Regions from separate parts of the Mus musculus genome. Here region 2 is linked to region 1. The links are chromatin contacts, called in public promoter capture Hi-C maps. All regions are on one chromosome and are shown on one strand. The core of a region is the stretch at or near the end of the contact, and the rest is flanking DNA. Distances in the headings are between cores, read along the strand shown. Region 1 holds the start of Ccdc182 (coiled-coil domain containing 182). Region 2 holds the start of Scpep1os (serine carboxypeptidase 1, opposite strand).

Region 1 (2,994 bases), core at 159-2,658:
GACCTTGCTTCTAAGTGGTGAAGCCTGGACTCCAGTGCGGGAAGGTGGGTGATAGGCTGCTCAGAGATAAGAGACCTAACAACAGCCTTCGAGGTCACTTGGAAGTGGCAGAGTCTAGTTTAACCCCCGGGAGCTTACTCTGTGCTGTTCCACAGTGACAAAATAAAATATCAGAGGCTGAGAGATCTACAAAACAACAAAAACATTTGTTTCCCTGTAATTCTGTAATCCCAGAAGCTGGCAAGTCTAAAATCAGGGAGCTGGTGTCTGGTGAGGACTCTCATGCTATGCCTTCCCATGTGGAAGAAAGGCAAAGGTGGCAAGAGAAACAGAAAAGGGGTCAAGCAGAGATGATTACGGTAATGAACCCCATTCTAGAGATGACACCATCCATCTGATATGCTCTGCCTTCAAAAGCCCCTCACTTCTCAACGCTGATAGGATGTCAGTTTCAACATGAGGTGGGAAGGAGACAGACATTTAAAACTTGGCACTAGATGCTGCTGTGGCTGCTGTCCCAGGAAGGGTCATTGGTAGGATAGGAGAGCAGGAACCAGTTTGAAGAGGTAATTTATCTAGCTCTAGATGGATTGGCTTCAAGGTCGGTTGTTGGGGGGGGCGTTTATGTTTGGAGTCCCAGTGGGAGGTCTGGGCAAGAGACTGCAATATACAAAGGCAGAGTTTTGGACTGAGCCACATGTGGCTAGGAACATTTGCCTCTGTTAGAGTAACCAGGCAAAACCACACGATTTACCCGTATCCACAGACTCCTATCTGCCACCATCCAGGAACGTTGGGAAACATTACTTACACTCATTCCCTAGCTCCAGAATCCGGCAAGCACCCGGGAAGTTTTAACTGAATGAATATGAACGGCTCACTTTTATCCCTCGGGCATTTCTGTGAACCACCCTTTAAGAGCACACACATTTATCACAGTAAGTCGATCACCTATGCATTCTGGCATCATCTGGCCATTGCGGGAATATGGATATGGGATGGGATTACTCCTCTAGCATCTTGCACCATCATTTCTAAGAATGCCTTTGTCCTATTGGTGAGCCCGAGGAAGCCCAGACACCAGGCCGTGAAATCAGCTGTGCTCCTTATGGGGTAGGAGACTGCTCGGTCTTGGCAGCCTGTGAACCTGACCTGGCTTGCCTTGACTTAGCCAGTTTTCTCCACTCCCTCAGATTTGCCCTCGGGGTTAAAGGAACGCTTGAACGCCAGTTCTGACTGGGTGACCGATTAATGAAAAGCCTCATTTCAGGAGACTTGGGAAGCGCAGTAAATCTGTAGGTTACCAACAATATGCAAAATAGTGAACTGGGGGTTTTCTTTCTGATTGGCTGAAGGGTCGTGATGTCACAATGAGATGGGTCCAACGACTTCAAGTGATAGTGTTTCTAGCTCCCAAATCTCTGACTCAGTTTCTTGGCTTCCTCTCTGCAGAAGGAGATAATGGAAGCCCTCTTTCAGGCAGGGTCCATTCTTATGAAGGTGAATACCTTACAGGGCAAGAAGATGGTGGAAAGCGGGCTCCAGTCTGGGGACCTTTCCCTGTCTCAGTCATGGCCCTCCTACCTCCCTCTGCCGGCCGACTTGGAGATCCTACAGCAGAAGGTGGCCGGGGTACAAAGGGAGTTGGAGGACTTCAAGGAGGAGGCACTGAAGGCCATCCGTTACTTGGAGGACGCCTTCTGCCAGATGAGTGGCGTCCTGGCACAGCAGGAGGAGCAGGCGGCGCGAGTGAAGCAGCGGCTGAGGGAGGAGGAGGACCGAGGCATCGTCCGCAACAAGGTCCTCACCTTCCTCCTGCCCCGGGAGAAGCAGCTTCGTGAACACTGCCAGCGGTTGGAGAACATGTTGGTCAGGAGCCACAACCCGCTGCGAGCCATCAGGAAGAGCCAGGCGGACTGAGCGGCCCGCGCCCGAGTGTGCGCCCGAGCTGGCGGGCAAGATTGTTTTTTAATGGAAGGACAAACGCTAAGTCCCCATTTATTCCCCTTGCCCCATTTTTATTGCTTTCCTGCTACCAAAATAACACCATGCAGAGAGGCAAAAAAGACCTCAATATGGTTTTCGGGTGAAGTTCCGTTTATCCAGCCTCGTCAAGGAAGGAGGCCCCAGACACTATGTCAGACCTGTAACCATCCCCTCGAACTGTTTCCCGTTTGTAATGGTACGGTTGCTTGGATGTAGGGGCATTTTTCTTGAGTATTCTTAAACTGGTTGTGTTGAACAGATTTAACCTTTCTTTTAATGACTCCAGGCTTTCGTGATTTATCACTTCACAATTGGTTTCCTGAGACCTGTCAGTGTGTGTTCTATACCGAGACAGGTTGGGGGCTTAGTGAGAGAGAGGGCTTGCCCGCATCCTGAACTGGACTCAGACGGCCGGCTTTGTGTAATTCCTGACCTCGCCGTTTCAGTCTGCTTGCATAGTTGGACTATTGGTCCTCTCTTTTCCTTACTGCTTTGGTTCAACTCTGCTTCCTCTCCATTTACCCCGAAGACAGGCTGCTCCGTGGGGTGAACCTTGTTAGGTTTCTGATGGTGGAACTCTCGGCTCGCCACTGCACTCAAGGTGACATCTATAAGTTCGCACAATAAAACAGTGAAACTGACACCTTTATTTGACTCTCTGAACAGTAGTTGCTAGGGTGTCTGGCCATGTATCAAACAATGCTCTCCCCCCCCCCCATTACTGCCTGCCCCCACAGGTATCTCCTGAGGGCAGGACAGCACTTTTCAAATAGTCAACTAACCAGCAAACCCCAAACACTCTCTTATGTGCTCTCTCTGTGTTAACAAATGGCTAGTGCTCCAAGCCCAGGCCCCGAGTGTGTAATCATTTACAGTCTTGCAGGCTCACAATCCCCTGAACCAATCAGACTGTTTTTGGACTGGCTCCTTCTGGGGTACTGGAACAATCACTTGCGTGTCTCGAGGCCATTAACAGTCACTGTGACTTGTGTTTACAATCAGCCCTGG
Region 2 (2,804 bases), core at 113-2,612, 610 kb after region 1:
CACTTTGTGTATGGCCATTCTTCTCTTAGAAAATAAGAATATGTAGGGCAGTGGTGGTACACACCTTTAATCTCAGCACTTGAGATGCAGAGGCAGGCAGATTTCTGAGTTCGAGTCCAGCCTGGTCTACAGAGTGAGTTCCAGGATAGCCAGGGCTACACAGAGAAACCTTGTCTTGAAAAACCAAAACCAAAATCAAAACCAAAAAAAAACCACAAACAAACAAACAGACAAAAAAACAACGGGCTGGAGAGATGGCTCAATTGTTAAGAGCACTGACTGCTCTTCTGAAGGTCTTGAGTTCAAATCCTAGCAACCACATGGTGGCTCACAACCATCCATAATGAGATCTGAAACCCTCTTCTGGTGTGTCTGAAGATAGCTACAGTGTACTTATTTATAATAATAAATAAAAATCTTTGGGCTGGAGCAAGTGGGGCCAACCAGAGCAAGCAGAGGTCCTAAATTCAATTCTCAGCAACCACATGAAGGCTCATAACCTCTGTACAGCTAGTGTACTAAAACATAAACAAATCTTTAAAAAAAAAAGAATCAATGCTCACTTCGGCAGCACATATACTAAAATTGGAATGATACAGAGAAGATTAGCATGGCCCCTGTGCAAGGATGACACGCAAATTCGTGAAGCATTCACGAATATATATATATGTTTATAAATAAATAAAATAAGAATTAAATTATACATTATATCCCTGGACACATGTACCCCAGGAAAGAAGTTGCCTCATTTGTCTTTCTGTTAGCATCTCACAGAGCATGAGTGTACACACACACACACACACACTAAGCCAAACCCTTGCAGGCTTTTATTTTATGTGTAATACACTGTAGCTGTCTTCAGACACACCAGAAAAAGATATCAGATCCCATTACAGATGGTTGTGAACCACCGTGTGTTGCTGGGAATTGAACGCAGTATGTACCTTTGGAAGAGCAGTCAGTGCTCTTAACAGCTGAGCCATCTCTTCAGCCCAGCTTTTCATTAACATTTCTTATCTACCCCAGGCTCTATTGTTCCCAACGCTTCATTCTTGTCATTTGAGACAGTGTCTTGTAGCTCAGCCACGTAGCTGAGGCTAGCTTTGAACTCTTGATCCTCCTGCCTCCACACCAGCTTAACAGCAACCATCATTCTTTTAATCTGAGACAAGGCAGTTCCTTGGTTGCCTCCTGCTGTGTGGCAATTTGCCCCAAAAGGTCATGGCTTAAAGCAACAGAGCTTTTGTTACCTAATGGTTTTTCTAGGTCAGGAGTCCAGGTGAGGCTTAGCAAGCTGCCTCTGGCTTCTTATGATGTCATAGTCAAGCTGTCAGCTGAGCCTTAAGTCTCACCAGAAAGTTTAGTGAGAGGAGACTCTGCCTCCGGTTGGTGGCTGCTGGCTAGCTCTGCATCCTTATCTCCTGGAAGTGCAACTCTCCACAAAGTTGCCTGGAGGAGACACGGATCCCTGCAGAATAAGTAAGCAGTACAAAGACATGGGCAAAGAAGGACATTGTCTCTTCCAGTCTTGGAAATGATGTTCTATGCTGTGTTCTGAACATCCGGATTAGATACATTCTCTGTCACTGAGACCAAATACCTGACAAGAGGCAACGGAAAGGAAGGATTTATTTTGGTTCATCTTAGCAGGGCAGGAGGAGCAGCTGGAGCTTCAGGCCCAGCTTAGATCTCACTGATGAGGAATACAGAGATTCCAGCTAGGAGTGGACCTGGCTTGTTACCTTTACCATAAGGCCACTCCTGTGGTCTCTTGATCAAGACTACTTTTTCCTTTTTATTTCTTTTTTTTTTTTTAAGATTTATTTATTTATTTTATGTATGTGAGTGCACTGTAGCTATACAGGTGGTTGTGAGCTTTCATGTGGTTATTGGGAATTTGAATTTTAGGACCTCTGCTTGCTCCGGTCAACTCCGCTCCCTGTAGCTGACTTCAGACACACCAGAAGAGGGCGTCAGATCTCATTATGGGTGGTTGTGAGCCACCATGTGGTTTCCGGGATTTGAACTCAGGACCTTCGGAAGAGCAGTCAGTGCTCTTACCCGCTGAGCCATCTCGCCAGTCCAAGACTACTTTTTCAAAAGGTACCATAACCTCGCAGAATCTGCTCAAACCTCATGTCTTACCCCCTGTTCTCCATTCTTTCCAGAATCAGGAGCTAGCTGCCTGGGCATGAATGAACATAGCCATTCCAGAACCCAGAGTAGGAGGAAGGACAGATAATTAAGAATTGAGAGGCCTTAGGGCATGGGTGGCTCATGCCTTTGCTCCCAGCACCCAGGAGGCAGAGGCAGGAGAAAAAAAAAAATAACAAGGGCCTTTAAAATGGCTCAGTGGAAAAAGCAATTGCCACATAGACCTGAGGATCTGAATTTGATCCTAGGAATCTACGTGGTGGAAGAGGAGAACCAATTATTGCAAGTTGTCCTCTGATCTACATGTGCAGGCTATATGACACATGCACACACAGGTATCACCCCTACACTGATGGTAAATTAAATTAAAAAATAAAAACATTAATCCCAGTACTCGGGAGGCAGAGGCAAGCGGATTTCTGAGTTCGAGGCCAGCCTGGTCTACAAAGTGAGTTCCAGAACAGCCAGGGCTATACAGAGAAACCCTGTCTCAAAAAACCAAAATAAATAAATAAATAAATAAATAAATACAGAAAGAAAGAGAACCTGAGTTTTGGGGCCAAGTGGCCTATTCATGTCTCACCGTAGGCCTGTTTATTAAGGGCTCCTCCTCAGCTCAGCTTCAAGCCTACACACACAGTAGCCCCCAG

What was found. Promoter capture Hi-C pulls out the DNA fragments that hold promoters and counts their contacts.
Region 2: a contact with region 1 is called in a promoter capture Hi-C map of embryonic stem cells, with 4 times the contacts expected there. The contact joins the promoter of Scpep1os here to the promoter of Ccdc182 in region 1. A contact is called at or near these places in 4 of 39 promoter capture datasets (cranial neural crest, embryonic stem cells, liver and 1 more).

The regions. Positions count from the first base shown.
Region 1 is chr11:88,292,635-88,295,628 of GRCm38.p6, forward strand. Ccdc182 (coiled-coil domain containing 182) reads left to right here and starts at 1,409. Exons shown (of 1, transcript NM_028859.1): 1 at 1,409-2,627. The coding sequence starts at 1,462. The coding sequence ends at 1,920.
Region 2 is chr11:88,904,566-88,907,369 of GRCm38.p6, forward strand. It overlaps Scpep1os (serine carboxypeptidase 1, opposite strand), which reads left to right and starts at 1,363. Exons shown (of 5, transcript NR_045955.1): 1 at 1,363-1,479; 2 at 1,909-2,103. Gm23507 (a small nuclear RNA gene) reads left to right here and starts at 556; the gene lies at 556-662.